6 separate regions of the Mus musculus genome follow, and all the other regions are linked to region 6. Evidence: chromatin contacts called from public promoter capture Hi-C data. All regions are on one chromosome and are shown on one strand. The core of a region is the stretch at or near the end of the contact, and the rest is flanking DNA. Distances in the headings are between cores, read along the strand shown. Region 1 holds the start of Prss36 (protease, serine 36). Region 2 holds the start of Nupr1 (nuclear protein transcription regulator 1). Region 3 holds the start of Lat (linker for activation of T cells). Region 4 holds the start of Sgf29 (SAGA complex associated factor 29). Region 5 holds the start of Stx1b (syntaxin 1B). Region 6 holds the start of Itgal (integrin alpha L).

Region 1 (4,260 bases), core at 163-2,662, 650 kb before region 6:
AGCTAAAAATGACCTTGAACTCCTTTTGAAAAAATAATTTTTAAGATTTATTTATTTTATTTATATGAATACACTGTAGCTGTCTTCAGACACACCAGAAGAGAGCATCGGATCCCACTACAGAAGGTTGTGAGCCACCATGTGGTTGGTGGGAATTGAACTCTGGAACCTCTGGAAGAGCAGTCAGTGCTCTTAGCCACTAAGCCATCTCTCCATCTCTCCAGCCTGCCCGCCTTTAATATTTATTTATTTATTTATTTATTTATTTATTTAATGTATGTGAGTATACTGTCGCTGTCTTCAGATACACCAGAAGAGGGCATCAGCTGGAAGAGCAGTCAGTGCTCTTAACCACTGAGCCATCTCTCCAGCCCTGATACTGAACGTCTGATATTGCACCTACCGCCTACCTCCTAGGTGCTAGGATCATAAGCATTCACCAGCATGCCTGCTTTATGTAAAACTGGGGATCAAGCCCAGAACTTCATGCATTCTAGGCAAACATTTTACCAATTGAGCTATATCTTCTACCCAAACATGTGCTTTTTCCCTTGTTTCTCTCTCTCTCTCTCTCTCTCTCTCTCTCTCTCTCTCTCACACACACACACACACACACATACACGCACACACACACATGCTCGCACACACACTCACACATACTCACACTCACACACACACTCACTCACACACACCCCTCTATGCCATGTGGGTGCTGTTACCCACAGAGAGGGCATAGGAGGGCACCAAATCTGGAGCTGAAGTCACCGGAGGTTGTGAGCTGGTGTTGTGGATTCTGGAAACTGAACTCAGGTCCTCTGGAAGAGCAGCAAGCAATCATAGCAGCTAACCCACATCTCCAGCTTCTGTGTAGTCTAGGAACTGTGGACTGGAGTGCTTTCAGACTTCACAGTGTTGGGGTCACAGGTACTACCACACCCAGTGCCATACCTTCCTTAAATAGACTCCTAATGATAAATAGTGTACCAAGAGACGGAGTGACTTTTCTAAGTCACATGAAGAGCAAGCAAGGAACAGCATTGAGAGTCGACCACCCCAGCACAGAGGGGTTTCCAGCTTTACCAGGCTGCTTAGTCCTCTCCAGTACCCCCAGGCCTTGCTCAACAAGGCAGAATCTGTGATCCCTTTGTTAGGATGGAATTGAATTCCCTAGAGTTCCTGTCCCAGGCCTGGCCAGCAACTCCAGTAACCAGAGCTGTGTGAGAAGAAAAGGCCAAGCCACTGGGGAAGCCACACCCCAATCAAGGGTGAGGTCTCAGGTGAGTCATGCCAAGGGCTACTGCCCAGCCCCATCCTGCTCTTCCACGGACCCAGGGCATGTGCTCCTAGCACTCCACCCACCACAGTCCTCTGAGTCGGTTTAACACACGGGGCGCCCTGCTCAACTCTCCACATCCAACAGGTGTCCTGGAGTGAGGACACCGCCCTACCTCCACTCTGAGCCTCCAGATATGTGAGATGCACCAGAATTCAGGGTGGGGCCTTTGACCTCCCTATTTTCCCCTTTCAGGCCCAGATCCTCTCAGATTCCCACAGATGGGCTCCAGCCAGGGAGGGTGGGGCTACCCCTGGGACCATCAGGAGGAACCAGCTACATAGTCCGGTGACAGAGTGGTGGCAGGAAGCAGCCTCTCACCTGCCTCTGTGCCTCCAGCTGACTTTAGTAGACCATGTCCCATCACCTGTTTCTCCCAGTTGTAATCATGGGTAAGTTCAGAGGACCGGGCTTTAAGAAGCCTGGATACCAACCCTAGAGAGCTGAAAAGCAGGAGATATACCCTGCATCCCTTATGGCAGTAAGATAGCAGAGTAGGCAGAGGAGCAGAGTGTCAAGAGGAAGGACGGGAGGGTGGTGGAAGGAGGAGAGGGCCATACCAGGAGCCCGAGGGATTGTGCAGAAGGGGAAGGGGAAAGGAGGCCTGCATGCCATGGGGAGATGGAACACTGTAAAATAGGATGGAAGGAGAAAGAGCCACACCTAAGTGCATCATCTCTCCAGACTTTCCTTGCCTCCCTCTTGTCTTCTCAGTGGTCAGTCCCATCCCTCCAGGAGCCTTCCAGGACTCAGGTAAGACTGATGGACTGGGGAGAGTTGGGCTCAGATGCCTCAGTGTAGGCAGACCAAAGGGCTGAAACAGGGAACCGGGGGACTGAGGGCAGCAAAAGCCCAGGAAGAGCAGGAAGATGGTGCTGGCAGTGTCGGGGCTGAAGGAGCGTCTTTCTCTCTCTGTCTTCTGTCTTCTAGTGGTCAGTCCTACCCAAGGAGAATTTGAAGACCTAGGTAAGAGAGAGGCATGAGTTGCCTCCAATCTTGTCTTTTGTTTGCTTGCTTGTTTTTGTTTTCGTTTTGCTTTGCTTTGCTTTGCTTTGCTTTGCTCTTGAGACAGGGTCTCTCTCTATAGTCCTAGCTATCCTGAAACTCATTCTCATAGGCCAGGCTAACCTCACACTCACAGAGATCCACCTGTCTTTGCCTCCTGAGCGCTGGCACTAAAGGCTGTCTTGAATCCTAAAGAAGTTTCAAACTGGCTAGGTCATGAGTGAATTGGAAGTGCCCGGGCCCTCCAGCTTTGGCTTGCTCATGTTCAGAAGGGCAAACTGAAGGGGTTCAGGCTCCACCACCACCCTCCCCGAGTTACCAGGGTCTCTGGAGTCCAAGGGATTAGGAGAGGAGGGGAACCCTAACCGAGCTTTGACTTCTAGGGGGTCTCTATTGCAGACTGCGGCCGCCCTGAGCCCTCTTCCCGCATTGTGGGGGGCTCGGACGCTCATCCTGGCACTTGGCCATGGCAGGTGAGCCTGCATCAAGGTGGGGGCCACATCTGCGGGGGCTCCCTCATCGCCCCTTCCTGGGTCCTCTCCGCTGCTCACTGTTTCGTGACGTGAGTATAGTCTTTGTCCAGGTTCTCTCCTATAGCTAACCCTGCGCAGCAGCTCAACCTTCCCTGCTTATCCTTCCTGCCTGGCAATGCCACGCTGTCCAGGCTGAATACCCTAGAATAGAAATCTTTCCAACGCTCCCACTGACATCTCCAAGTCCTATTTGACCCTTTCGACTTCCACGGTGAAAAATCTGGATTCGCTCTCTCGCTGGGTTCCTACTGACCCTAGCTCCCCGTTGGCTCTGAGTCCCCAGTCCCAAGGACTGACTCCGTAGGGCCAACCTAGTCCCCTTCTCTCCCCGGCACTGGAGCAGGAATGGAACCTTGGAGCCCGCGGACGAATTGTCAGTTCTGCTGGGCGTGCACTCCCAGGACGGGCCCCTGGAAGGAGCGCACATGCGCTCAGTGGCCACCATCCTGATACCGGACAACTACAGCACAGTGGAACTGGGCGCAGACTTGGCTCTGCTGCGCCTGGCCTCGCCAGCCAAGCTGGGCCCCTCTGTGCGGCCGGTCTGCCTGCCTCGTGCCTCGCACCTCTTCGCTCACGGAACTGCCTGCTGGGCCACTGGTTGGGGGGACGTCCAGGAGGCTGGTAAGTGGGACGCACCACCGCCCTTGCAAGTGTGGGCCCTGAAAGCTGGGTCCTCTAGTGGGTTACCTCCTCGGAAGCTGAGCCTAAAGAATGGGACCCAGGCGGAGCTTGGGAGATTTGGTTCTGATCCACGGAAAATTCCTAACCTCTTTTTATGTACCCGAGGTTGCCCGGCCTCACCTTTTCTCCGTTTTTGTTTTTGGTTTGTTTTTTTTCTTTTCTTTTCTTTTTTTCTTCTTTTTTTTCTTTTCTTTTCTCTTTTGGATTTAGGTCAGATTCGGGTTCCATCCCAGCTCTTTCAGACAAAGCATTCCCCCCCTGCACATTTCCTCCTGCGAAAAGAGGAAAACAGCTCCCGGGGTGTTGGGTGACGGGGCAGAGAAAACCCAAGTAATGCCTATCAGCAGTGGCTAGCACAGTGGTGTTGGAGACGGACTCTTTTTCCATCTTCTGCCACCCCTATTACTGGCTGTTACTTTGCTGCTAGTAAACATAGCTATGGGTACATAGCTAGTCTACATCTGCTTGGTCACACTTCTCCAGGACTAGGGGCTTTGAAAGGCGCTTTGTGGAGGAGATGCCATAGCTGCGGCTTGCAGGGGTACCAACAGGAAACGGTGATCATGAACACCTAGGAAATCTTTGTGGAAGGAGCCAGAGGGTCCTGACAGTGGGCCTTCACAGCAGGAGATCACTGGGAAGGAGGCCGTGTGGAGAGAGGATGTGCTAAATAGAGGCCATCCTGAAGGCCCTGGGGAAACCCTG
Region 2 (3,766 bases), core at 313-2,812, 670 kb after region 6:
ATTTCATTTCACATGCTTTTTATTTGAACTTAAAATTCATACTAATTCTTATCAAACAACCCAAGGGAAGCTAGTATGGACTGAAAAAGCTTACTATTAGTTCACACTTGATTCATACTGGCTGGGTGTGGTGATGCACACCTTTAAACCTGGCACTCAGGAGTCAAAGGCAGGTTGATCTCTGAGTTCAACACTAGACTCAAATCTGGCCTACAGAGCAAGTTCTTAGCCAGCCACAGCTAAAACAGTGAGACTGCCTAAAAAACAAGGCAGGGGGTATCAAAGCACAAATACCTGTTTATTTCATTCTGCCCTCAATATATTATTTAAATTTTAGAAGTCACACGTATTTATTGTGTGTGTACATGGATAGGAATGTGAGGGTCAGAGGACAATTTATGGGACATTTTTCTCTCCCATACTGTATGGGTCCTGGAAACCGATAAACTCAGGTTGTCAGGCTTGGTGGCAAGTACTTTACCCATTGAGTCATCTTGCCAACACACAATATTTTATTTTAAATTCCTTTTCTCCACCCTTTTTTTTTTTGAGGGGGGAGGGTCAAGGCAAGGGCACTGTATGGGAACCCATGGGAAGTTGTGACTAATCCTTACACTGTTCCCGCTTGTGAAGGTTTTCCAGGCCTCATGAGTCTGCAACCTCTCACCAACAGAGCCAGATAGAGTTATCCTCTGTTAAAGGGGGAACCTGAAGCAATCAGAGAGGGAAAGTGACGTGTCCAAGGTCACACAGCAGGAAACACTGGATCTGAGCTGACTTGTGATCCCAGCATTTAGGATGAGGAGGCCAGAGAATTGCAAGTTCAAGGGCTAACCTGGGCTCCATAGAAGGATTCTGTCAGAAAGAAAGGTAGAGGGAGGTGGATCAGGAATCAGAGTGTGGAATCCAGGGTATTTGCTGTCTCTACCAGCTAGCTATCCTCCATCTTGCATGAGGAAGAAGTCCCTGGGGACTCTGTTGAAGGGGACTTTTCACAAAAATAGAAGCCTTGGGTGTGACAGGAACTGCTGACCAAGCAAGAAGTGGGTCAGTGTCCCTCCTCCCTCCCTTTTCAGTATGTATGCTGCCACTACCTCCTGAATCTGAACCAGACTACAGTGTGTGTGTGTGTGTGTGTGTGTGTGTGTGTGTGTGTGTCTGTCTGTCTGTCTGTCTGTCTGTCTAACTATGACCCAGGCCCAGGAGGGGCTTGTGGCAGAGGCTGAAATGATAGGAAGGACTGGCCTATCTGAGGCCCTCTGCTCTCCCTGGCCAATATCCCAAAGACTGTGCCCAGATCCTGTCTGCTTCCTCCGCCCCTGAGGCGAGAGCTTTCCACGTGGAAAAACACAGCTGTGCTTGGGTGAGTCCTGTGAGGGAGGAGGGAGGGGAGGGTGCTCCTCTCTGCTCAGGACTGCTGTCTATGGGCCCAGTTCTGGGAAAGGGCCAGATTGCATCAGACAGGGCTTGGAGGGCGGGGGCCAACCCCGTGGTTTAGGGAGGAGACAGCGTTATAAGTAGGGTGAGAAACTGGGAGAGGGCAGACATTCAGACAAGGAGACACAGGCAAGACTTTGGAGAGAGCAGACTAGGCATAATGGCCACCTTGCCACCAACAGCCAACCCTTCCCAGCAACCTCTAAACCTAGAGGATGAAGATGGAATCCTGGATGAATATGATCAGTACAGCCTGGCCCATCCCTGTGTCGGTAAGGTTTTCGTGGTAGCTCCTTGGTCAGCCCATCTGCTTCTCACTGGGTACCCCGGTTTACCTTTCCTAGCTAATCTATTCCCAACTCCCAAGTAACCCCTTCTAGTCTCATCTACTGAGTTCTGTCTCCCTTAGCCCCAAGAACTCACAAGTGAGCATCTCTCATTCTATACTTGAGTAAACAGCAAGGATAGAGTGCTTCAGACGTGAAGACGTGACCGCCCCACTCTGGCCATTTATATGCCTGTCCTAACCTCACACACCTCCTCTACCTCCTGCTCCACCAGTCGGGGGAGGTCGGAAAGGTCGGACCAAGAGAGAAGCTGCTGCCAATACCAACCGCCCTAGCCCTGGCGGGCATGAGAGGAAGCTGCTGACCAAGTTCCAGAACTCTGAAAGGAAAAAAGCCTGGCGCTGAGACGGAGCTGGAGGTGAGTCGGGAGAGCCGGGCCTAAGTGTGCCGAGCGGGAAGCGGGGAGCCAAAAGCTGGTCCTGGTGAGATGGCGCTGCAGGTAGAGGCTCTTGCAGGCAAGCAGGACAACCTGTGCTTGATCTCTGGGACTCGAGTGATGAAAGGGGAGAGAACCAACTGCAAGCTGTGTTCCCAGGGAGCCCTGCAGATAGATGTCCAGGCAGGGAAGTGATAAGAATGAAAACCCCATTCAGACCGAATTCCATCAGCTTGGATCAGATTTCAGGGCATCTAACGCCAGGCGGTTCACTGTCAGCATATTTAAAACACAGTACAATTTGGGAAGAGGTTTCTAGGCAACAGTCAGGTCCATCAGTTCAATTCCAGGAGCACAATAAAGCTTGAGGTGTGACTACACTGAAACTCCATGAGGGTGGGTTCTAGAGCTAAAGGCCTAGAATCTAGAGTGGTCTCTGACCAATAGCATGGAGGTCATCAGGCAGATGTGACATCTCTCCTAAGAGTGGGTAATGGTCTAGGGAGGGGAGAGTCTGGGATTATCATTCTGGAGAACTTGAGTGAGGTCGGCTTCTATAGCAAAAGCTGGGGAGGTCTGACTCCACACAGAGCCAAAAGCTCACCAGGTTGTTAACAAAATCCACTCTCAGATTTCTGAGTGGAATGCAGGTATTTGACTTTATCTCCTGCATTGAGGAGACACACGGCATGATTAAAACTTCTGGTTCTTAGTGCTTCTCTTGAGTACAAGGACCTCTGTGCCCCCAATGTCCACCGACTTCCATATGCTCAAAGTAGCACACGAGAATACGCATGTGCGCACATGCATGCAAACACATTGGCATATCAATAAATGAAAAAAATAGTGTTGGCCGGACAGTGGTGGCACACGCCTTTAATCCCAGCACTTGGGAGGCAGAGGCAGATGGATTTCTGAGTTCAAGGACAGCCTGGTCTAAGAAGTGAGTTCCAGGACAGCCAGGGCTATACAGAGAAACCTGTCTCGAAAAAACAAAATACAAAAAACAAAAACCAAAACCAAAACAAAACAAAACAATAGTGTTGTGACACTATTTTTATTCTACATCTAAAATAATATGAGACCCGTATTTGACTGAGCTCCCTGGTAACCAGAGGTGGGGGGAGTTCCCATGGAGCCTTTCCAATGGAGAGGAAGTTTGGTTTATGGAAAGGGAAACTGAGGCAGATAGAGTCAAGTACTTCTCTAAGGTAATAGCAAATATGAGTAGGAAAGGTGGAAGTCAAACTCTGATCTCTGTCCCTTTCGTTGCCTGCTTTCCCTCTGCACAGATAAGGCCAGACCACAGACACCACACCCAGCAATGGATACAGGACATCACACCCAGCAATGGATACAGGACATCACACCCAGCAATGGATACAGGACCTTGGAGAAATTAGGAGTTGTAAGCAGGACCTAGGCCTGCTTGATTCTTTCCCACCTAAGTGAGGTTCTGGAGAGGGAGCCCTTCCACCCTTCCAGACCCAGCAAAAGGGCAAGATGGGAGCAAGAAGCAGAGGGTAGACGGGCAGAGCTAGGAAGACAGCCCCCAAAAGAACTGTGGGGGAAATAAATCGGATGCCCTTGGGTGGCAGCAACAATA
Region 3 (3,946 bases), core at 11-2,510, 930 kb after region 6:
GTGCTTTCGTTGGGGCACTGGGTGGTGCGGCCTTCCTGGGCACCGCCATGTTCATTGAAGATGACCGCCGGCGGGCTCAACTCCACGTGCAGGGTGAGTGAGGGTCACTGTAGGTCCACCTTCACAGTACCACCTGCCTGTCTGTCTGTCTCCGCGTATGTACTCTACAGTTCTCCCTCCACTCAGACTAGCCCATCCATTCATGCCACCAGCTGGGGGCAAGAGTCCCAGCATCCCAGGCTCATCCAGCTTAGCTTTGGGTCTGTCTGGAAGTGGATTGGGCTCTGTCTGTGTGCAGTTCTGAGGGCTCTCCATGCTGCCTCATCTGGGCCCCTCTGCCTGTGTCCCCTTGCTGCCTGTGTCCCCTTGCTGGCTCTTATCTTACTGGCCTTGGCTCTGACCCCTTTCTCGCAGGTCTGTTGCATGAGTCTGGGCCCTCAGATGACCGGATTGTAGTACCTCAGCGAGGCCGTTCTACCCGAGTCCCCGTGTCCAGCGTGCTCATCTGAGGAGCCGGTGCTTACCCGGCCACTGATGCATCGCAGCTGGGCCTTGGGCCCACCCAAGACGGTTCCCAGGCAGAAGCCCTCACCAGGCCCAGGTCCAAGAAGGAAGCCCTGGGATATCTCCCAGCTCCCAGACACTACATGGGCAGCCCAGGGAAGAGATGGGAGTCCAGAAACGGGGAAGGGGTGTCCTCTCTACTAGGACAGCCCAAGGGGTTTGGTGCTATTTGTAATGGAATAAAATTTGTAATCAGACTCCTGACTGACTGCTTGTCTCTCTGTGGGTGCCACTGGCCTCAGGGAATATCCATAGTCCCAGGACTTAGCAGGGGCTGTCAGGTCACCCTGTGGGTAAGTCCCTGTCTTCTGAGCTTGGTAATCTAGAAGGAGGGCTGCTCTTTTCTGAGTGAGCTGGTTCAGTATGACTGTGACTCACCGTGGTCCCCTGGAAGTCGCTCTCCCAGTAGTTAAGCCTGGGAGCTGGGGGCCTGTGGTGCCCTCAGTGCCCTCGGTCCACACAGGCCTTGGCAGAGCCTCCTTGCAGTTCTCCCACCCGGGCATGGGGAGGGTACCGCGGGCCTGGTTGGCACGTGTCTCCTTTCCTAGTGGACGGGCTGCCTCATCCTGCAGCCTTAGACCCTTCCTCCACACAGTCCCTCTGCCTCCTCCCCCTTCCCACAACTGGGTGGGGGTGAGTGGGCAGGGGGCAGGCTCAGCCTGCTGAGCAGCCTGATGATTTCCTGCCCTCACCACAGCTTCCTGTCGCACGCGGTGGTGAGCAGGAGAGGCAGGCGGGGAGCAAGAAAGGGGCAGGTACAGCTGGGCACGGGGATCGTGCAGCTGGTAGCTGGGGCACGGGCCCCAGCTCTGGCTCTGGGGCGAGCACCTTTCCAGAGCCAACACTGCTCTCAACTCAGTCCAGCAAGAGAGGGGAGCCATCCAGCCCCGAAAGGATACGGCTGCCTACTGCCGGGCGGATCCCAGGCTGGAGCCCGCTTGGTCCCATACCCCTGCTGCCACTCTGTCTCGAGGGGCTGCAGTGCAGCAGGGCCTGTGGCAGGTGCTCTGCAGATGGAAGCAGACGCCTTGAGCCCGGTGGGGCTGGGCCTCCTGCTGCTGCCCTTCTTGGTCACGCTCCTGGCTGCCCTGTGCGTGCGCTGCCGTGAGTTGCCAGGTAAGTGGGAAGCTTTGCGGAACTGGATGATGGGTGGGCGCTCCATTGGATCCTCATACCCTCCCCAGCCCCTGCACTCTCCACTGTCCCTACCTGGGCCCTGATTGATGGTGGGGGGCCTGAGTTTCTTTGTCCCTGGTGCACCCCGATCCTGACTTGTTGGATTTCTTTCCTCCAGTCTCCTATGACAGCACTTCCACAGAGAGGTGAGTGGGAAGCCCGTGTCCCTGTGTGTCTTCCCTTGGTTCCACTCAAGGGTTTGGGGCTGGGGCCCTCTTGGCCCTGTACCCAAGCTGTCTCTTTCCTGCCAGTTTGTACCCAAGAAGCATCCTCATCAAGCCACCTCGTGAGTTCAGTGTCTCTGGCCCTCCTCGAGGGTTTTTAAGAGTGTGCGTTTGTCCTTGTTCACCTTTAGCTGTCTGAAGGGCTGTTCCCTGGCTTGGGATGGGGAAAGTGGGAGCCCCCATGTCTGTCTAGGGCATGTTATTTTGGGGTCCATTTGTCCTTCGAGGCCTTGATGGGGGGTGTCTGGAGCCATCCCTCAAGCTTCATTCTGTGTCCTCAGAAATAACCGTCCCCCGAACACCTGCTGTTTCCTACCCTCTAGTCACTTCCTTCCCACCCCTGAGGCAGCCAGACCTGCTCCCCATCCCGTGAGTATCCCCCAACTCCGTCCCTTGGGTCTACTGTGCCTCTCCACCTTCTAGGTTGGGGAGGCGCTTTTTCCTGGTTGTCTTGCTCCCAGAGTCCTACCTAGACGTAATCTCTGACCTTTGGCTTCCAGGAGATCCCCACAGCCCCTTGGGGGTTCCCATCGGATGCCATCTTCCCAGCAGAATTCAGATGATGGTAAGGGTGTAGGGCACAGGAGGGCTTTGGGGAGGATGTACAACCTGAGCTGATCCAGTCTTCTTCTCCCTCTCTCTTTGAAGCCAACAGTGTGGCAAGCTACGAGAACCAGGGTGGGTCTGGGGTCTGGGGTAGTGGGTGGGGTGGGGAGGCTGGACCTGTCCAGGTCGTGTTAACTCTCCTTTCTCACAGAGCCAGCCTGTAAGAATGTGGATGCAGATGAGGATGAAGACGACTATCCCAACGGCTACCTGTGAGTGGGTAGAGGGGAGGTGACCGTGGAAGTTGTGTGCCCTTTATCAACTTCTCGTTCCTTCCTTTCTTCCAGAGTGGTGCTGCCTGACAGTAGTCCTGCTGCCGTCCCTGTTGTCTCCTCTGCTCCTGTGCCTAGCAACCCTGACCTTGGAGACAGTGCCTTCTCTGGTGAGTCAGGCTTTCTGTCTACCTCCCTCTGCCATGTGCTGCCAGCTCTCCACTCTTGCCTCCCTCTCACCTCCGTGACGATTGCCGCCCTTCCATTTCCTCCTGTAGACGTTGGGCTTCCTGCTCCTCATCACTTCCGACTGTCTTGTTTTTCCTTCCACCTTTGCTCCTTCGTCTCTGTTGTCTAAGAAATTTCCTGACTCTTTTTGAACCCTGCCATTGAAATTTCATTTCTCGGCTGGGTGTGAGGGCCTACGATCCCAGCATCAGGAGGCAGTGGCAGGAGGGTTGAATTTGAGGCTAGCCTGGGCTACATAGTGATACCCTCTCTTCGAAAACCAAAACAGCACGACGATCAACAAAAAGAAAACAAAAGAATTTATTTCTCTTATCTGAAAGTCCCCCTCCCCTTTTTTGGCGTCTCGGTTCTTTTTGTATAGTACACTGTTGTTTCTTGGAAGCAATATCATCTAATGTATCTATAAGAACTTTGATTACATAGCCGGGTGGTGGTGGCGCACGCCTTTAATTCCAGCACTCGGGAGGCAGAGGCAGGCGGATTTCTGAGTTCAAGGCCAGCCTGGTCTACAGAGTGAGTTCCAGGACAGCCAGGACTACACAGAGAAACCCTGTCTCGAAAAAACAAAACAAAACAAATTTTGATTACAGATTGTTTCTCTCTGTGTCTCTATCCCTCTCTGGTTCTGCCCGTCTCTCTGTATCTCTGCCCGTCTCTCTGTATCTCTGCCCGTCTCTCTGTATCTCTGCCCGTCTCTCTGTATCTCTGCCCGTCTCTCTGTATCTCTGCCCGTCTCTCTGTATCTATCTCTGCCCGTCTCTCTGTATCTCTGCCCGTCTCTCTGTATCTCTGCCCGTCTCTCTGTATCTCTGCCTGTCTCTCTCACACACACTCACTGAAGATTTATTCTGCGTACCACATGGTCGTTGTTTCTCTTGGGCTGCTTTTCTCTGCTTTGGTCTTTCTCCTTCCTTG
Region 4 (3,909 bases), core at 252-2,751, 650 kb after region 6:
CTTTTTTAAAGACTTATTTATTTCGCTGTCACTGTCTTCATGCACACCAGAAGAGGGCATCAGATCCCATTACAGATGGTTGTGAGTCACCATGTGGTTGCTGGGAATTGAACTTAGGACCTCTGGAAGAGCAGTCAGTGCTCTTAACTGCTGAGCCATCTCTCCAGCCCCCTTCCTTCCTTTGGATCCCTCCACACCACATGGCATGCTGTTTGGCTTTAAGGCTGACATCCTTCTGCCTATTACTGCCTACTGCCTAGCAGTAATAAATAAAAGAAATCCATTTCATCTAAATTTGAATTGAGCCTAAGATTTGGTCTTTCCCTGTGGATTCTAACACCACAACATTATACTGATCTACAAGATGTAAATTTGAGGGCCAGTGAGATAGCTCAGCAGATTCAAGTGCTTGTGCCAAGCCTGATACCCCGAGTTCCATCCTAGAAGCCTACATGATGGAAGGAGAGAACTCCTGAAAGCTGTCAATTGACCTCCACAAAAGTGCCATGGAATGAACATGCCTGCCTTCACACACACCAAATATTTTTACAAGATAGAAACGAGAGCACCAAAATAAATTTTATTTTTATTTAAAGTGTGAAATAGACAATGTCCAAGGAGGGAACAGAAAGAAAGGCAAGATGAAGAAGGGTTTATGTATTTTGATGGTACAACCGTTAAAGATGAAGCAATGGAAGCAGGAGTTCTTTAGAGGAGAACCGAGGCAATGAAAGAGGATGCTACCAATCCTGTATCACTGAACTTCGGAATCCAGAAGTCAAGGTGGCTTTGTTAGAGCTGTTTCTGTGAAACAGCATGAGTCAAAGCCTCCCTAGAGAAAGCTGAACATTGACAGGTAGGGGAAGGTGCTGATGAGTAGACGCAGACGTCCTAGGATACATGTGTCAGCCAACACAAGAGTGAGCTGGAGAGTGGATGAAGTTACTGTTGTGAAAATGGACACCTTTAGAGCATGTGCAGTCTGTAATCTCAGCACTCGGGATTGGGGGAGGAGGACTGCGATCTCACGGCCAGGTTGGGCTACCAAAAACTAAGCTTTTGAGAAAGTAGTAAAATGTGCTGATGTCTGGGACTCACATCAGCTGCCGGCATCTAGACTAGCCAGCTCCAGCCGCTTCCCACCTCTTCAGAGAGGTAGGGCGCACGCGCAAGCCCCAGGGCGCCGGCTCCCACAGCCCCGCCCCCTTCCCGTCCAGGGCGCGTGCGCGTCTCCTCAGACGCCGCCTCGGCGAGCCGGGCGCCGGGCAGGAACGCTGGCCTTTCGTTCCCGCGCTGCTTGGAGGTACCTTGCCATGGCCCCGTCCCACCTACCGAGCACAGGAAGAAACAGCACGTCGCGCTGGTAACTGCGATGGCGGGAACAGGCGAATCCCTGGAACGTTTCCTCACAGGGTAGTCTCGCACTTGCGTTCGAAGGTTCGCGGCGCGTCAAGAACCACACACGCTGTTTCTCTTATGAGCGCGGTCGAGCGCGGAGGACTCCTCTGCGCATGCCGGGTACTTCTCTGTGACGTGCTGCATTGCACTCTGGGAAACGTAGTTCTTACTTCGACACCTGTGCTTTGATGTACTTAATCATGATTTAATAGATCAGAGTCAAAGGAACAGAAAAGCATGCGTGAAGCCTCGCTTCGCATGTGAAAGGTGATGGGAGCGGATCCTCTGCACCAGAAGAAAACAACAACAAAACCACATCAGATTGTTGGGGATGAGGAGGGAGGGCCCCAGGACGCAGATGAGAACTCTGTACTTTAAGCTGAAATTTGCCGTGAATTTAAAATGTATCTGAAAATATTTTTAAATTCCAAATAAGCAGTTTTAGGTTTAGTACTTGTATTTTACAGAATCTTCCCAGCAAATAAAAGATTTGGACATGCAAACATTTAGCTACATCTTTGGATACCTACCCTGTGGATGCCTGCCCAGTTAGTGCAGTGGTAGGACACTTGCTTAGCATGGTCCCGGGCTCAGTCCCTAGGGACTGCTCCCACCCTAACTATCCTAATATTTCGTACATAACACCTAAAAAAATCAATATGGTTTGGTGGTTAAGAGCAAGTACTGCTCAATCGTGAAGACCAGAATTAGAATGCCAGCACTTGGGTCAGCTGGCTCAGACTGCCTGTAACTCCAGCTCCAAGGGATCTAATGCCCTCTTTTGGCCTCTGAGGGCACTGCACAGGTGCACATACACATATACATACGCCTGGACATAGAATAAAAATATTTTTGAAAATCTTTTAAAGTTTATAATTACATATTGTTATTCTCTGATAGAATTACAAATGCTATAAGGTCAAGATCATTAGACATTCCCAGTACATAGCACTGTGCCTGGCATACAACAAGCTATCAGATATTTTTCTATTAGGAAACCTTACATTTTAACACTGAAACTATTTTAGCCCCTAGACTAGCAAAGAAATTAATGTATATATATATATATATATATATATATATATATATATATATATATATATATATATGTGTGTGTGTGTGTGTGTGTGTGTGTATACATATATATATATATGTGTGTGTGTGTGTGTGTGTGTGTGTGTGTATGTATATGAATGAGTCTGGGGAGATGCCGAGCAATCAAAAACATGTACTGCTTTTGCAAAGAGCCCGTGTTCAGTTCCCAGTGCCTACAGTAGTGGCTTATAACGATCTGCAATTCCAGCCCCAAGGGTACTGATGTGCTGTCCTCTGGCACCTGCACTCACGTGCACATACCCACACGGAGACACATACTTTTTACAGTTTGAAAAAATAATTTTCTTTCATTGAATCTGTATGTCTAGTCAGTTGTCCTGGTTAATTTTAACAACTTGACAGGGCCTAGAGCCACTGGACAATGCAGTCTTCACTGAGGAATTTCCCAGACAGACCTAGCTATAGGGAATTGTCTAATGGATTATATAGGATTATAGGAGTGCACTACCACGTTACCATGTTAATTCATACAGAAGGCCCAGCCACTGTAGGTAGCACCGTTCTCTGGGAAGGTGATCTTGGACTACATGGAAAAGCTAGTGGCATTTAGAAGACAGAGACAGGTAGATGTCTATGAATGAGGCTAGCTTGTTCTATATAGGGAGTTCAAGACACCAGTGAGACTAGTCTAGGAAGAAAGAAAGAGAGAAAGAAAGAAAAAGGAAGGAAGGAAAGAAGCTAGCCAGGCATGGTGGCACATGCCTTTGATTCCAGTGCTCAGGAAGGAGAGGTGGATTTCTATGACTTTGAGGCCAGCCTGGTCTACAACTCGAGTCCAGGACAGCCAAGGCTATCACACAGAGAAACAGTGTCTTGTTGTTGTTGTTACAAGTGGCAGGGGGCATCAAGACAGGGTTTCTCAGTGTAGTCTTGCCTGTCCTGGAACTCACTCTGCAGACCAGGCTATCCTTGAACACATAGAGATCCACCTGCCTCTGCCTCCCAAGTGCTGGGATTAAAGGTGTCCATCACCACTTGTAGTTCTTATCAAGGTGCAGTGAATGGCTCTATCACCCATCCTGTTTCAGTTCTACATCTGTGAGTTTGGGAAAATCATATTATGAAGAATTCCAGAGTCAAGTGTGATAGCTCACTCCCCAGCACTCAAGAGGCAGAGGCAGGAGGATATCTGTGAGTTTGAGGCCAGCCTGGTTATTCAGAGAGCTCCAGGACACCCTGGATATCCTAGAAAAGCAGGATACACTGGCTCAAACAATTACACAGTTTTTACGGTTTGGTATAGCAGGCCTTTCCACCTGCCAGTGGTATAAGTAATAACACAGAGGCTTTTTAATATTTTAAAGTTTAGGCCTTTTAGCTAGAGCAGTCCTCCAGCAAGCCATGTAGTTTATTTAACCCTACTAACCCTGGAACTCTGTCCTGACACCTGGCTAG
Region 5 (3,966 bases), core at 5-2,504, 530 kb before region 6:
AACTACAAGTAAGGTGGGGAATGACAGAAGCCACCCAACACTGACCTTTGACCTACATGTGTGCACATGTACAAGTGAGCACACCTACATACACGTGTACGTAAAGTCAGAGGGATTAAAAAGGAAGAAGATAACTTAGCTCCCAGGAGCCCTGACTGAGGGTCACAGATCAGAGGAAGAACTGGAGGGAGGGGGGAGGCAGAACTCAGAGGTTAAGGGCGTGGGACGTGGGGGGCGGGGGCAGGCGAGGTGAGGAGACAAGAAGAGAGTCTTGTCTTGGCTGTAGGAACTGTTGAAGGTCACAGACGGTAGGCCCTGCCTGCCATGACACAGATGAATGGTGTCTTAAGGTAGTTACTGGGTATTTGGCAAAAGCAGGGTGGAAGCCCACCCAACTGGGAGTCCAAACCCCACTGCCATGAGAAGAAGAACTGAAGTAATATTTAAGGATAGGATGGAAGGAGGGAGAGCAGAGGGTGGCAGGCTCTCTGGACCTTCTGCAGCACCAGATTCAAGATTCTACACCCCCACCACCACCAAAGATTCTACTCCCAGCAGACATCTTCCTTCCTTCTGCATCCCCATCCTCACCCCAACCCCCGGCTTGGGGGATGGAACCCAGGGCCTTGCAGGCAAGCATATACCACTGAGATTCACTCTAGGCCAAGATAAATATCATTTTTAACACAGTCATCCAAAATCCCAGACCAAAAGTCTCAGCAGGTAGTGACCACTCTGTTCTTGGGGGTTGACAAGCTGAGATCCACCAGTGCCAGGGCACTCTCAGGTAGGGTGACAAAGGATGTACAGAACAAGCCCCATGTCCTTCTCAGCAAGCAATAGCCACATACAGGGTCAGGTTTGTTATTTCTAATGCCCAAAAGACTCTTCCGCAGAGCCGAAGGGACAGGATAAAAGGAAGTCCTGCGTAGGCTCACAGACACTCCGCTCCTCTCAGGTTAGTCCCTTAGTTCATTGCCTTAGACCTTCTCTGACGGTCCACCCCAACTGCAGTTTACCCAGCATCTCTATCCCTGCCTCTGCATCTCTCCGAGCTTCTTGGGCTCCCCCCTCCCAACTTCTGGGCCTCCCCAGTGCCCCTCCCTTGGGTGCCCCTCCCCGGACTACAACCCCCAGGCGCCCCCAGCCCGGGGCGCTGCGCATGCCCCCTGCTCCCCGCCCCCTCCGCTCCCCCTCCCTCCCTTCCTCCTCACCTCCCTCCGCCCCCCTCCCCCGCGCCTCGGCTCCCGCATCCCTCCATCCAACCCTGTGCCGCAGCCGCATCGCCACCGCAGCCTAGGCAGAGCCCAGTCGGCCCAGGCCCCTGTCTCTGCCTGGCCTTAGCTCCCCGCCCCCCCGCCGCGCACCTTATCCGCACATCCCTCGGAGGTCTAGCCCGGTGCCCCCAGACCCCGGCCTCCAGGACAGAGGCAAGAGGCAGAGAGCAGCAGCGGAGGCGGGAGGACGAAGAAGGGGAGGAGGAGCCCGTCGCAGGATGAAGGATCGGACTCAGGAGCTGCGGAGTGTGAGCTAAGGGGTGGGAGAGGTGGGGAGGCGGGACCCTGTATTTGGGGAGCGCTTGGGGGATGGAGTGGGGGAGGTTCTGAGACATGGGGAGCAAATGATGAGACTAGAGGTTGGAAGCCAGGAGCCCTCACATCTCCTGGCACCTGGTATCTCCAGTGAACCTGCAATTGGAGGACAGTGGCTGGAAGGAGTTGGAGGCCATTAAGACACAAGGGGGCAGGAGAGGTCTCAGGGGCCTGGGCAGCCCAAATGCCCGGGAGGACCCTAGAATCTAACCTGGGGGTGGGAGAAAGTGAATGTCAAGAGAGGATTGGGGGACACCATCATCCCCTAGAGCAGGCTTGTCAAATTAGGCGGATGGAGGGGGTGGTTGCTGGCCAGGCCGGGTCCAGGAGGACCCAGATTTGGGATGCTATGGAGGACACAGGTTGGAACTAGATGCCAGCACCTGGCAGTGAATGAAGTGTGTGGTGGTACTGGTGGTGGTGGTGGTGGTGGTGGTGGTGGTGGTGTGTGTGTGTGTGTGTGTGTGTGTGTGTCCACGCGCACGCGCACTGGTATGTTGCTCCGTGGGGAGAGGGCACTGCTCAGAGGGGGAGTGTGTGTGTGTGTGTGTGTGTGTGTGTGTGTGACTGAGTTCCCCTGGGCCAGAGCCTCAGCTTAGGTGACCCCAAAGGTGAGAGAGGAGAGAAAGATCCATCCACCAGGTCACAGAATTGGGTTGTGTGACATAGGCCACACAGTGCTTGGGGGAACTGGAGCATGGGAGCAGCCAGGGGCAGGCTGCTGGAAGCCAGGGGCCAGGCTCCAGGCGGTTGGCCAGCAGAGCTGGAGGAGGAAAGGTGGGGGGCTGCAGGGGAGGCTGCTCTTTGGAGGGACTGTGCTCGCCTGCTGAGAATGGTTTTGGGCAGGGAGGGTGCCGAGACATTTTAAGAATGACATGAGCCCAAGGAGCTTGAGGTTCCAGTTTGCTGTGTGACAGTGGCCTCTGGATTGGGATATGTCAGAATTCCAAGGGATTGTTACTCTACGTGACAGATTGGGAAACTGAGGTTCAGGGATGGGAAGGGACTGGCCCAAGGTCATCAAGCAAGTATGTGTGTGGTACAGGTCAAATGGCTCAGGGGCCTCCAGGCTGCCGAGTTGACCATGGGACTACACCCTCCGGCCTTTGAAACACAAGTTTTAGAGTGTTGTTGGAAGCCTCCAAAGGTTGGGCCTGGAGTTGGGGACCCTGGTTCACAGGCCATACGGGGAAGGAACACAGTGGCTCTTTGGAGAGGAAGTGGGGAGAATGAAGGAGCTGACTGTGAGGGAGGAGATGTGAAGGAGTATTTACTGCGTGAGGAAAACCATAGTAGCAATGGCAACTGTACTGTGTGTGTTTTATAGGAAATCACCTCTGATTCCCGGCAATCTTATGAGGCTGGTGTTAGCATGATCTCATCTCACAGAAAAGGGAACAGAGGCTCAGAGACATTAAGGAACTTGGCCAAAGTTACAGAGCTAGAAAAAGGCAGGATTCAAACCCAGACCAGCAGCCTCAGTATCCTAACCGCCCCCCCTCCAGGTGCAGTTTGCAAAGCAGGTTGTCATGGCAATCCCATTAGATCCCAACCAACTTCCTGGTAAGGTAGACAGAGAGTCTGCCTTGTCTAATATTCAGGAAAACTGAAGCCCAGAGGGTTTAAAGATTTCCCCAAGCCACACAACTAAACAAGGGAGAAAATAGAATTCGAACTCAGATCTCCAGCAGCCAAGAATATTCCATGACTCCCAAACCTAGAGAAATGCGATAAGGTGGGGGTGGAAGTGTGGTATAATTAGAGGGAGAGGGAGACAGAGTGGGGAGAACTCTGAGTGAGTCAGGGCTCCCTGCCCAGAGGTGAAGAAACCTGTGGCCAGGGCTGCCGGAGGGGGTGGGGGTGGAGGAAGCCAGGTGGCTAGGGCAGTAGGCAAATGATGTGGAGAGCTGGGGGCTGGGGGGTTACGGGGCGGGGGGGGGGAGATTGGGTAAATACTGATGGCTTTGCTGTTACTCACAATTTGGGAGAGTGGAGATTGGGGAGGGTGCAGGTGGGGTGGGTAGGAGCTCCAGATGTCTGGAGTGTTAAGAGTGTCTGCCAGAGTTGAAAGCCATGCTGTGGGAAGGCAGTGAGCTGGAGGGGAGGGGAGGGGAGGGCATGGTGAGGGGCATCAGGAGTGCTAGCCCAGGGGCCTGCTTGTCTCGCCAAGGAGTTTTCAAATCTGTTTATCATTTAGAGGTTGAGGACTCAGACTTAGAAGGCAGTTTGTTAGTTATTTCACCTGTGACCTTGGGCACAGTACTTGGCATGTCTGGTACTCTCGGGGTAGTTTGGTGGTAGTGGGTGTGTTTTTGTTTGTTTTGGGGAGTGTGTGTGTGTGTGTGTGTGTGTGTGTGTGGGTACTGGGGGATTG
Region 6 (4,251 bases), core at 1,656-4,155:
CAAGTGCTGGAATTAAAGGTGTACACCACCACCACCTGGCTATGTATCTTTTTTTTTTAATTCATTTTATATCCCAATTTCACCCCCTCCCCCTCCCTCCTCTCCTCCCAGTCTCATCTTTACAAGTCCCATTCCCCATTAACCCCTCCCTTTATCCTCAGAGAAGGGGAAGACCCCCTTTGGGTACCACCCCACCCTGGGCTATCCAGTTGTTGTAGGCCTAAGTGAATCTTCTCCCACTAAGGTCCAAAACCATACAATGGAAAAAAGAAAGCATCTTTAACAAACGGTGCTGGTCTAATTGGATGTCTGCTTGTAGAAGAATAGACCCATATCTATCGCGGGGCCATGTATCTTAACAAGCACTTCAAAGTGATGCTAGGCTTATTGTAGCTTAGAGGGCAAAAGTGCTTAACAAGCTTGAGAAACGGAGTCAGATTTGCTCTCCTAAGAGGTAGAAGGAGAGACCTGACTCCAGCAGGCTGTCCTAACTTCCACATGTGCACGAGAACATTCACGTACACACACAGCCCAATCACTACAGCATTCACATACACACGCAGCTCAATAACAATAACAACTGTATGCTTAAAACTTGCTGCCGCGGCAATACACCTCTTACTCTCCAGGCGAGCTCTGGAGTAGCCCCTATTTCCTAATAGCCAAATAACATAATTCTAGACGTTAAAGCTTCATTTCATTTGCATACTAGAAAAATTCAAGGCCCAAAGAGTGTCTGCTAGGTGGGCACCTTCATTTAGTCATCAATTCAAAAGCTATTTGTGACTAGGTGTGGTGACATAGGCCTGTCACCTCTGCTATTCAGAGACAGCCAGAGGCAGGAGGACAGTAGCCCCAAGCTAGCTGTGGGAATTTAATAAGACCCTGTCTCAAAAAGAAAATAAAAAAGAAACCAGGTCTGGTGGCATCTGCTTGTGATCCCAGCACCTCAGAAGTAGAGGATAGGGGGTCAGAAGTTCAAGGCTCTGCTCAGCTACAGCAAATGTAGAAAAACTGATCTACAGAGGCCCTGTCTCCAACCAAAGAACACAAACCCTGATGTAGCTCTATGGAGAGCCTGCCTAACACACATAGACCTGGTATTCAAACAGCAGCACCACCAACAACAACAAAGCCATCAATGCCCAAGCCTGTCCTACTATGTGCTTAGCTTAGGACAAGCCTGTCCTACTATGTGCTTAGCTAGTCTTTGAATTGGGAAGCAGAGAGGAGATGGTCCTCAGACACTCGTGTGGCTTAGGACCCATCACCCTCACTCTATGGTACTAGAGAGAGCCTTGCTCCTGTTTCAAAGATTCCACCTAGCAGACACTCGCAGAAGAGAGGCCAACCCCTGACATGGGACAGTCCCCACCCCTACCCCTGGGCAGATGTGGGGCCCTGCATACCCTGCTGCTGGAGGGTAGTTGAAAGAATAATAGCTCACCCATCTTCAATCTGCAAGACCTGGTACCCAAAATGTCTTCCAGCTTGTGCCAAGAAGCTCTGCGTAGGCCGTGTGTCCAGGTTGTAGCTCCAGGCCTTGGCTGCGGGGAGCAAAGCAGTCAGCTGCTCCCTATCTGGACCCCCCCCCCCACACACACACACCCCACACACACACAGACCACACACACACCCCCACACACACACACCCCACACACACAGACCCCCCCCACACACACAGACACACAGACACAGACTAGTGCTGCCTCTGAGGCCTGTTCCTCCAAACCCACTCATGCTCTGAGGCTGCCTACACCCAAGCACAGACTGGTGGCGCCAGGACTTTCCCTCTGAGGCCTGGACTAGAGACTAGGAGACTACACAGTCTGTCTCCCAGGGTAACTCCTCCCAGACCCAGAGGACTCAACTTCCCCTTGGACCTATTGGGAAAGAAGGAAGGGTAAGAAGGCGGAGGCCCATGAGAAAGAAGCCAGGGAGGGGGCCTCCAGGCATAGAATGACCAAGTTCCCAGGCAGGGACTGGGAAGAGTCTGCCCTGAGGCCCCATGGCTGCCACACTGACTGCGCTTCTCTGGGCACCTTGCATCCCAGCACCTGAGAAGTGACCAGCCTCATGGAGTCACCATACCCAGAACCCAGCAGGTGACTTAAGTTTCCCAACTCTACCCACCAGACATAGGTATCTCCCGACCTTTTAAAATCCAACACCGCCCCTCCCCCATCTTAGGCAGCTAGAGTGCCCTCTGCAGCCTCTAAACTGTCCTTTTCTGGTCCAACTTTCCTTACAGAAAGACTTATAGCACCTTGTGTCCTGGATATCAGAGATGAGGGTACCCTCTTCACCTCCCTTCAGGTGCCCAAAACTCCCAAGCAGACATAATACAAAGGAGGTGGAGTAGAAACCTAACCCAGCCTTCTCCCATCCTGAGTCCTTCCAACCATCTACCTAAACACGTGAAGGCTCACTCCACCTCCCACCCGCTCTTCCTTCCACGCCCTTCGATATCATGCTTCAAGTTTGTGTAGGTTCCCTCTTCTCTCTCCGGGATTCCTGGGTCCCACATCACCTATACCGTCCATCCCCTGGAGTGGCTCCTCATCTTCTTTGGCTCTACAGAGCCTTCTGGTTTCCCCTGTCACAGACAACGTCCCTTTCCCCTCCCTCCTGGATTTCCTACCAAACAGCTGGAGTCCCAGTAGCAAAAGTCTGGGGCCCGCAATCCGGAAACTCATCTGCGCTTAGGAGGGACCTGTGGGTCCGGACTCGATCTCAGAGAGCTCTTGAGATTTGCTGGCAACCTAGACCCGGGAGGAAGAGGGAAATGGTGGCTTCTCTTGCATGGGGCCCCTTCCAGTGGAACTTTCTCAGGGCTGCCAGGCTGATGACACTGGGTGGGGGTGGAAGGAGGGGGTGCGCTCCTGTCCGGGTTGTGAAACCTCTCTGTTCAGAGAGGAAGTATAAGCAGGTTAGATACATTTCCTGTGCCTACTTGCATTTTCACATCATCCAAGAGCAGACAGCAAGGCGGTTAAATTACTGCCACTTCAGCTAGGCAACCTCCGCTCTCACACCAGGCCCCGGAAGATTCTTCAAAGCCTGATAGAAGGGAGTAGGGAGTAGACTCGGGGGAGGGAGGGGTAAGGGGGGGGGAGGGGAGAAGTGCTGTAATTATATTATCTAAAACAACAAACAAACAAACAAACAAGCCAGATAGAGGGTTGCTCAGGAAGCATCCCTAAACCGTCCCTGCTTGAACCACACAGGAAGATTGTGGGTGACAAAAGGATGCATGCAGAAAAGAGAGCCTGGAGCAAGCCACAGAGCTGCAGGCTTCAGAGCTAATTTCTTTTTTCTTTTCTTTTCTTTTCTTTTCTTTTCTTTTCTTTTCTTTTCTTTTCTTCTCTTCTCTTCTCTTCTCTTCTCTTCTCTTCTCTTCTCTTCTCTTTTCTTCCTCTCCTCTCCTCTCCTCTCCTCTCCTCTCCCTCTCCTCTCCTCTCCTCTCCTCTCCTCTCCTCTCCTCTCCTCTCCTCTCCTTTTCCCTTCCTTCCCTTCTCCTTCTCCTCCTCCTCCTCCTCCTTTTCTTTTTTTCACATTTTTTTTTCCCAAGACAGGGTTTCTCTGCGTAGCCCTGGCCACCCTGGAACTTACTCTGTAGACCAGGCTAGTCTTGAACTCAGAGATCTGAGATCTGCTTACCTCTGGGATTACTGGTATGCATGCACTACTACCATTTGGTTAATTTTGTTTCTTTTTTTTTTTTTTTTTTAAAGATTTATTTATTTATTATATGTAAGTACACTGTAGCTGTCTTCAGACACTCCAGAAGAGGGAGTCAGATCTTGTTACAGATGGTTGTGAGCCACCATGTGGTTGCTGGGATTTGAACTCTGGACCTTCGGAAGAACAGTTGGGTGCTCTTACCCACTGAGCCATCTCACCAGCCCCTAATTTTGTTTCTTAAAAAAAAAAAAAAAGAAAAAGAAGCCAGGCGTGGTGGCGCACACCTTTAATCCCAGCACTCAGGAGGCAGAGGCAGGCGGATTTCTGAGTTCGAGGCCAGCCTGGTCAACAAAGTGAGTTCCAGGACAGCCAGGGCTATACAGAGAAACCTGTCTCAAAAAAACAAAAAACAAAAAACAAAAAAAAAAAAGAAAAAGAACTCAGGACACAAAGACAACTCGATAACAACTTTAAAAAGACAACTTTTGAGGGATTCTTTTTTTATTTCTTTTCTTAAAAAAAAAAATCACTGGGCCCATGGGATGTTTTTTTTTTTTTAAGAAAAGA

What was found. Promoter capture Hi-C pulls out the DNA fragments that hold promoters and counts their contacts.
Region 1: a promoter capture Hi-C map of hematopoietic stem and progenitor cells shows a contact between it and region 6, with 3 times the contacts expected there. The contact joins the promoter of Prss36 here to the promoter of Itgal in region 6. A contact is called at or near these places in 2 of 39 promoter capture datasets (hematopoietic stem and progenitor cells and liver).
Region 2: a contact with region 6 is called in a promoter capture Hi-C map of pre-B cells, with 2.6 times the contacts expected there. The contact joins the promoter of Nupr1 here to the promoter of Itgal in region 6. A contact is called at or near these places in 3 of 39 promoter capture datasets (liver and pre-B cells) and 1 of 115 datasets of contacts at active chromatin or transcription factors (pancreatic cancer cells).
Region 3: a contact with region 6 is called in a promoter capture Hi-C map of pre-B cells, with 2.2 times the contacts expected there. The contact joins the promoter of Lat here to the promoter of Itgal in region 6. A contact is called at or near these places in 2 of 39 promoter capture datasets (liver and pre-B cells).
Region 4: a contact with region 6 is called in a promoter capture Hi-C map of hematopoietic stem and progenitor cells, with 2.7 times the contacts expected there. The contact joins the promoter of Sgf29 here to the promoter of Itgal in region 6. A contact is called at or near these places in 2 of 39 promoter capture datasets (hematopoietic stem and progenitor cells and pre-B cells) and 1 of 9 other capture datasets (pancreatic islet).
Region 5: a promoter capture Hi-C map of hematopoietic stem and progenitor cells shows a contact between it and region 6, with 4 times the contacts expected there. The contact joins the promoter of Stx1b here to the promoter of Itgal in region 6. A contact is called at or near these places in 7 of 39 promoter capture datasets (cranial neural crest, embryonic stem cells, frontonasal cranial neural crest and 4 more) and 1 of 9 other capture datasets (embryonic stem cells).

The regions. Positions count from the first base shown.
Region 1 is chr7:127,943,877-127,948,136 of GRCm38.p6, reverse strand. It overlaps Prss36 (protease, serine 36), which reads left to right and starts at 1,412. Exons shown (of 15, transcript NM_001319147.1): 1 at 1,412-1,725; 2 at 2,048-2,086; 3 at 2,264-2,299; 4 at 2,738-2,900; 5 at 3,215-3,495. The coding sequence starts at 1,689.
Region 2 is chr7:126,623,266-126,627,031 of GRCm38.p6, reverse strand. It overlaps Nupr1 (nuclear protein transcription regulator 1), which reads left to right and starts at 1,562. Exons shown (of 3, transcript NM_019738.1): 1 at 1,562-1,709; 2 at 1,999-2,142; 3 at 3,453-3,766. The coding sequence starts at 1,598. The coding sequence ends at 2,129. All of the region lies in intron 1 of Gm39087 (a long non-coding RNA gene), which reads right to left.
Region 3 is chr7:126,366,882-126,370,827 of GRCm38.p6, reverse strand. It overlaps Lat (linker for activation of T cells), which reads left to right and starts at 1,260. Exons shown (of 12, transcript NM_010689.3): 1 at 1,260-1,680; 2 at 1,859-1,886; 3 at 1,992-2,026; 4 at 2,246-2,333; 5 at 2,465-2,529; 6 at 2,613-2,642; 7 at 2,722-2,782; 8 at 2,858-2,952. The coding sequence starts at 1,578. It overlaps Spns1 (spinster homolog 1), which reads left to right. Exons shown (of 12, transcript NM_023712.3): 11 at 1-93; 12 at 415-768. The coding sequence ends at 509. It overlaps Mir7058 (microRNA 7058), which reads left to right and starts at 2,783; the gene lies at 2,783-2,857.
Region 4 is chr7:126,646,901-126,650,809 of GRCm38.p6, reverse strand. It overlaps Sgf29 (SAGA complex associated factor 29), which reads right to left and starts at 1,501. Exons shown (of 10, transcript NM_029339.3): 1 at 1,333-1,501.
Region 5 is chr7:127,821,819-127,825,784 of GRCm38.p6, reverse strand. Stx1b (syntaxin 1B) reads left to right here and starts at 1,254. Exons shown (of 10, transcript NM_024414.2): 1 at 1,254-1,525. The coding sequence starts at 1,496.
Region 6 is chr7:127,294,914-127,299,164 of GRCm38.p6, reverse strand. It overlaps Itgal (integrin alpha L), which reads right to left and starts at 2,905. Exons shown (of 31, transcript NM_001253872.1): 1 at 2,642-2,905; 2 at 1,448-1,547. The coding sequence starts at 2,696.